Linked DNA regions of Rattus norvegicus: region 1 is linked to region 2. A link is a contact called in public Hi-C data. All regions are on one chromosome and are shown on one strand. Each heading gives the region's core, a stretch centred on a gene start, on an enhancer-like site or on the middle of the called end of the contact. The rest is flanking DNA. Distances are from core to core; before and after follow the strand shown. Region 1 has its middle 54 kb from the start of Vgll3. Region 2 holds the start of Vgll3 (vestigial-like family member 3).

Region 1 (3,520 bases), core at 470-2,969, 54 kb after region 2:
CAGTCAGAACTCAAAAGGCTGAGAGACCAGTCCTAGAGAGAATATAGTTTCTCACTGAACTGTTTTCTTTGTGGACAATCAACAACCAACCATTTAGTTGTATTGCTCAGAAGGTGGGGTTTATGTCCATCCTGTGATGTGCCAATTCTCCAAGTGTCTCATTGGACTAAATAGCAACGGATAACCACATTGACGTGGTAAAGTCTTCTGTCCCAATTGAATCACTCCAGCTGTTATCAGTTAAGCAGTGGAAAAGTGTTGCAGAAAAGCAAGCAGGCTTTGATAGATTTAATGCGCAAAGTAGGAATCCATACTGTGGAATACTGCTAATCAGTAAATGAGCTTCAAGGCTGCTGAAAACAACATCCAAACGCAAGTGCCTTACTTTTACCAAGTTTGGCTGTGGCTGAATGAAGAACGGCAGCATTGATCCTTGCCTTGCACTTGTGCAAGCCGCTATTTACAGAGAGCCAAATATAGCAACAGAGGATTTAATATCTTGCCAAAAACTACAAAATCTGTTCCCCCTTAAGCATGATACTCTATCCTTTTCTTGTGGATCTTGCTAAAAGGAAAATAGAGCTTTAAACTACCCAATCACTTCTGTTGAAAGTTCCTTAGCCTGTTTTCGAATGAGTTATGTGTGGTTTTGTGGTGTTTTAAGTTTCCAAAAGAAATCACTTACATGAAAAAAAGTCTGTCTTGTGCTGGGTTTTCTTACAGAAAGCAAAAGTTTTAATGATTGGTATGCTAATGACTTTGATGGTAGTAATTGTCATATGATGTGTATGTGTGTGTGTGTGTGTGTGCATCAAACTATCTTGCATGCATTGAATTTGTGCAGTTTTTGTTTTGTCAGTTAGACCTTAGTAAAGTTGGAGTAAAAGTACTCAAAAGATAAAGATTAATAATAATAGCAAGTAAGAAAATTCCATTTTGACAGTTTAAGACTAACAAAAGATTACTGAAAGATTACAATTTATATTTTGTTGTATATAGAATTTTAACTAAAAATATTAGTTTCAACTAATGTATTTTCTTCATTTCTTTGGACTTAGGCTATATCTTATTTTATTTCTAAGCACTAGGTGAGATAAGTAGATTATTCCAGATTTTTCTACAAAGTTGCTAATTACAGTAACTATTTGCTTATACAAATATACGTGTGTGTGTGTGTGTGTGTGTGTGTGTGTGTGTGTGTGTGTACACATGCGTGTGAGGGAGAGCATGATTTTGAAAACAGTTTTGTAAACTTCACTAAGCAAATAGCTTTCTATAGTGAAAGCTTTACCAGACATCTCTGTGGGGGATTTTAAACAAACACAAGCCTGTTTGGAAATACTTGGTGTATGTAAATATGCAAAATATGTCGGAACAGTGCAGCCGTGTTTAACAGCTGCAGGGTGTACTCCCTCATCCTTGAAAAGAACATTTTGGAGGTAATGGTATTCATTTTCCCATCAGGGCTTTGCCCCTCCCCCATGTGTCTTCTGAAAGCACAAGTCTAACACACTCTGCCTGCTTACATGCTAATTCCGAGAGGATCATTTCCCTGGATTCCCACTGGAAAAGGTGGGTGGTGCCTTGAAGGAATGTTTTCTTGAATTTAGAGATGTTGTAAACGCTGAACTTCGGGGAACTTGCTTGGACTTGCTTTGACACCAGCCTCACACAGAACACAGACACTCCGCAGGCTAGATTCCATTAAGGCTTGTCATGGCAAGGGTGGGTGAGAAGGTCCTGTTGTGAGTGGCCTTCCGGGGGTGATGGTCCAATCTTTCTATCACAGAATAACCATTTTAAGTGTGTCATCACATTCTCTAACACCAGGCCCTAAACCGTTTGTGAAAGTAAACATGTGCCTGTCTCCTGAGAACCCACAGAGGAAGAGGGGACCTCAGAGAAGCTGTAAAATGTGAGTCTGTGATTAAAACATTTTGTTGAAAGACTGTAGAGAAAAGGGCTAAGAGTGTGAAGCCTCAACTAGAAGAATAGAGTTCAAGGCAACATGTTGCTGTCATTTAACACTGTATTTCCTCAGGTTATCATTGAGAATCAGGGGGAAAGAAATGTAAATTACTTGGGAGAACCTAAACTTACTGACAAATACACAGAGGAGAGAGCTATAAAATAACTCCAAATTTCTCTCTGTAAACAAGTACTACCCACATTTATCCGATCTTCACAAACAGCACCACACAGAGTTACATCGAGTTTTAGCAAAATAAAATAGGGGTTTGAATTTAGGCAGTGTTACTTAGAAGCTGTATATTCTTGGATAATTTCTTTGGTTCTTAATGTGGCCATCTGACAAATGAAGAGGGTATTAAGGAGCACAAGTTGGAGAATTATAAAGATTAACAAATTAAAATGTGTGATTGTGTTATCATCAAGTACAGTGATTTCGCTCTCTTTTGAACTGAACCTAATAATTGTGGAAATCTTTGGTGAAGTCACTGCCAAATTTCACACCAGGGCAAGTGACAACCTGGGTACAACCCAGGTGTGACCAAACCAACACCCGAAGAGCTTCATTCTGCTTCCCCTGGTTTCTGCTATGATCAAACTTGAGTATCTTCACTGTTAGAATACATTAATAGAAGGGCCAGGAGCAGGACATTTTGGAAGATCAAGAAAGGCCAATCTAGCTTTTGTGAACCTTAGATTTATGACAGTCTTTGGGAATGTAGAGCATCATTCCCATCTGGGGATGCAGAACCAATGCTTTCAACATTCTTGTTGGAAGGATTAAAGTTTTTTTGTTTTGTTTTGTTTTGTTTCTTGTTTTTTGTTTTGTTTTTGTTATTTTGTTTTGTGTTTACTTACAAGGCCGACTTCAAATGTTATTAAATAGTAATAGGTTAAAAGAAATGCACATTTTTTGTTGGAATCTTATTTTTAATCTGAAATTCTCAACCTCCAATATCTTTAACTGATGAATAAGATCTTGTCCTTTAAAAAAAACAAGATTAGAGGGCAGAGAAATGGCTTAGCGGATAGAAGCCTTTGCTCTCTGCATAGGGGGGGGGTTCTTCTTGTCATAGTGTGATGGTCTTCAACTCTCTGAAGCTCTAGTTCCAGGGGATCCAATACATTCTGGCCTCCCCCAGCATCAGGAAGAATGTGATGTATCTACTACATATATACAGACAAAACACTCATACACAAAAAGAGAAATCTTTTTAAATGCATTTTAATTCTCATTTTACATTAATATTTTTGAAGAACCCTCATTTCTTACACTGTTGCACTTTAGTAAGATGATATGCTAAAACAAATAATTTTAAAAATATAAAACTTCTTATCTCATAGTTTCTTTGTCAAAAGTATAAGGGGTGCAAAAACACTTGGTTTCAATACTGTCTTTTATATCCCTGTTGTTTGTCATGGGAGAGATTACCCTTCCCTATCATTTAAAGTGAAAAGGCAGTACCTACATTACAGGTTGAATATGTAGATTTAATACAATGATGCATAAAATCTGCTTGACAGTGGACTTCTTACGAAGTGTGGACTCGAT
Region 2 (3,331 bases), core at 830-3,329:
ACCGTAACTGTGGGAGTGTTTTTTATCTATTGCTATTAGAGAAGACTCCACAACTTATACTTCACTAAACCAGCACAATCCCTAACACCGATGTATAAAAGTTTGTCCTTATACACTTAGATAAGTATAGTCTTCATCCCTTGTCAAGGAAACCTCTGTTTGTAACACACGAAGACCACTACATAAAACCACACTTGATCCACATGCTGTATGAATGCAGGAGAAGGTATCGCCTGCTACAATTGGGACTATGGCATGTGAAAAACTACTTTAAAAATGTCTGACAAAGCATCGGAGCTCTATGGCACTTACTGTGGCTGGATCATTATTGGAATGTCCTGAAGAATGGATCAGATGTGTTACTACAGGGCTGGGGAAGTAGAAATAACTCTTATTCAAGAGTCTGACTGAGATAGCTGGACAAACTAGGGTTTACAGAACTAGGTGTAAACAGAAGCATTAGAAGAAGTGTAATTTTAGGGTATAATGAAGCTTAAGACCTGACGCAGGCACTGTGAGAAGAGGGAAGCTTGGCAACTTCCCAGGTATTCCCAGTTCAACTGGGAGGTGGAGTTTCATTATCTGTGACAGACACCAAAAGAGGAAGCTGAGATTGAAATGTGGGTAGATAGATACAGTTATGTCTCCATACCACACAGAACTGCCTGGACTGAAGCTGTAACTGATGTGTGTAGATCACTGGAAAACGGTCTAACCAGGGTATGTCTCCTATCAAGGAGATATAGAAGAACTCACATTACATGATTATAACTCCTTTGTCCCAAATAGACATACCCACTAGAAAGAGTACAGTTTAAAAATCTGAACTACATAAATGCTTAATAACCATATTTTAAGATTCTGTTGGGGTTGGGGATTTAGCTCAGTGGTAGAGCGCTTGCCTAGGAAGCGCAAGGCCCTGGGTTCGGTCCCCAGCTCTGAAAAAAAAGAACCAAAAAAAAAAAAAAAGATTCTGTTGATAAAATAATGAATGCGTCAAGAAATTCTATTATGGCCTAACAAAATTACCCAACACAATCATAGTTTGTATGAGTGTAAGGAGCTACAGCCATGCACACACGTATACTTGCATATGTCACTTCTTTAAAGAATTGTTCGCCCAAAACAGAGTTGGTCATGGTGGGAAGGTTTGGTGTGTGTGTGTATGTGTGTGTGTGTGTGTGTGTGTGTGTGTGTGTGTGTGTGTGTGTGTGTGAGAGAGAGAGAGAGAGAGAGAGAGAGAGAGAGAGATTTACTCTATGCAACATTAATACCTTTGAAAAACAAAGAGACACTTCCTTTGAAAAGAACTAGGCCTTGGTCTTTACTCAAAAGTTTCTGTTTGCCACAGAGGTAAGTTTTTATTTCATCTTGTAGTAAGTTTTAAGCTACTTACTATAAACAACACATTTAAATGGCAGCAAAGTAGGTAGTCAATTATTTTCTCTTGCTACATTCAAGCTAGCTTGTAGAGGCCGGACAAGGTACACTTACATCCTGCCAGGATGACAAGCCACCAAGATGTGCCTTTTAAATGAAGATGTTGCAAGGGAACAAGTATTGTTAGCCGGTGGCCACTCAAGGCACTGTTAACTTTCACTTTGGTTTATTTTTAATGAAGGGACTAATCCAATATTTTATCTCTGGCCTGTTTTATAACTCTTTACACTTGGCCTTCCTTTGATCTGATTCTAGCATCATCAGAGTTTATGCTTCCTGAAAAAAAAAAAAAAAAAAAAACTGCCGGAACTTGGGCAACTGTGTCCAGGCCGCCAGGTGAACGAGACTGGGTGGGGACCAGCAAACTTTTGAGGGTGCGGAGTCTCTCGCATACCAATCTCCTCCCACCAGCATCTCTCGCCCGGAGGCGGAGAGGGCTGCAAACTTTGCTCCAATCCGCAGTTGCCTCCCCAGGGTCCCCCTGCTGGGCGACCCGCCCGCTGTGGACCTGAGTTGGTGGAACTTTTCTGATAAACTGCTCCTGAGAGCTGGGGAGGCGAGCTCCCCGCCTCCCCACATTCCGGCTATACTGCCCCCGCCTCCTGGTCCTCGCCCAGCCGCCCGCGCTAGTGATAGGACAAGTCCCGGGCGTGCATTGTGTGTATGCAAAGCATCGCTTGGCTCCCGGGGTGACTCTAGCGGGGATCCTGCTGCAGCGGCAGCTAGCGCTGGGGAGTACGCTCCTGTCTCTGATGCCACCGCCTGAGCCTGAGCACAGCGCTGTCATGCTCCTGCCGCGGGGCGGGCTACAGCGTCGTCCCGTCGCTATATAAGCGCGAGCAGAGGGGGCACTCGGAGGGGTTGAAAATGAAGGTGCCCGCGCATGGGCCGCCGCTGATTGCCAACCCCTCCCGAGCTCGCTCCCGGCGCACAGCCCGAGGCCGCCGAGGATCCGCCTTAGCCGCAGTAGCAGCTGGTTCAGCGACGCGGACGGCAGCTGCGGCGGCGGCGGTGGCGGTGGCTCCCCTCGCGCCAGCGCGTAGAGCAGCGGCGGCGACTCCGGGGCCGCCGCTGGCCCCGCTGCCATGAGTTGTGCGGAGGTGATGTATCACCCCCAGCCGTATGGAGCGCCCCAGTATCTGCCCAACCCTGTGGCAGCTGCAACCTGCCCTACAGCCTGCTATCATCCGGCGCCCCAACCTGGCCAGCAGGTGAGTCACCGGCCGGGCAGCCTTCCGGGGGCGGGGGCGAGGGGCACCGGGTATCGGTGTCAGGCTCACACCGTGCTCCGGCCGGTTCAGAGGCGTGGAGGATGCTCTAGGACTTGCTGGGAACTATAGGAAGAAAAAGACACTCCCGGAAGGGCAGAACTGAGTATGGCAGGGCTGGGATCTCTGGAATGGCTTTACCTGGCCGGGGGCTTAATTGAGCTGTGTCACCTGGACTCAGAGGCTGTTGCTCCCAGCTTCGCTGGTCCTTAGGACTCAGTTCCCTGAAGCTCACAAAAGGCATCTATCTTAGGACTGTGTGAGTAAACTTTTAACTTAAATACTTTGTTTTCTTGGGCAACTAGAGTATTCTAGCGTTTTCTGGAGTAAGTGGCGGAAGTGTGCAACTAAGGTAGCAGAGGTTACCTGAACGGGAGCTCCTGGAGTGACTGACTGTTGTGGGACTTTCAGGGTGGGACACTGGTCGGATATAAGACACATTCGGTGTTTCTAGAATTTATCCATTGCCTTTCTTCCTGCGGCTGTGATTTAGATAGGGATTCTCAAAGCCTCTTCATTCACTTTCTATTCCTAACAAAGCACAGAGCCTGTCGGTGTTCATCAGTGGACTTGTGTTTCTTAGCCCAAAGGTAGCCAGGAGTATCTGCATGCCTGGGCCCCAC

Evidence for each region. Hi-C and Micro-C count contacts between places; a contact is called where the count stands out from the background.
Region 1: a contact with region 2 is called in a Hi-C map of the A7r5 cell line, with 2.6 times the contacts expected there. The contact joins the enhancer-like site here to the promoter of Vgll3 in region 2. A contact is called at or near these places in 3 of 12 Hi-C or Micro-C datasets (the A7r5 cell line, the Rat2 cell line and psoas muscle).

Annotation. Positions count from the first base shown.
Region 1 is chr11:17,141,617-17,145,136 of GRCr8, forward strand. No RefSeq gene overlaps it. Among named protein-coding and RNA genes, the nearest start is that of Vgll3, 54 kb to the left of the region's middle. Within about 2 kb of position 1,720, at least 7 of the 93 cell types and tissues checked have an H3K27ac peak or open chromatin away from gene starts, as enhancers often do. A contact at or near this core is called in the A7r5 cell line, where this site is marked.
Region 2 is chr11:17,087,513-17,090,843 of GRCr8, forward strand. Vgll3 (vestigial-like family member 3) reads left to right here and starts at 2,080. Exons shown (of 4, transcript NM_001427793.1): 1 at 2,080-2,651. The coding sequence starts at 2,526.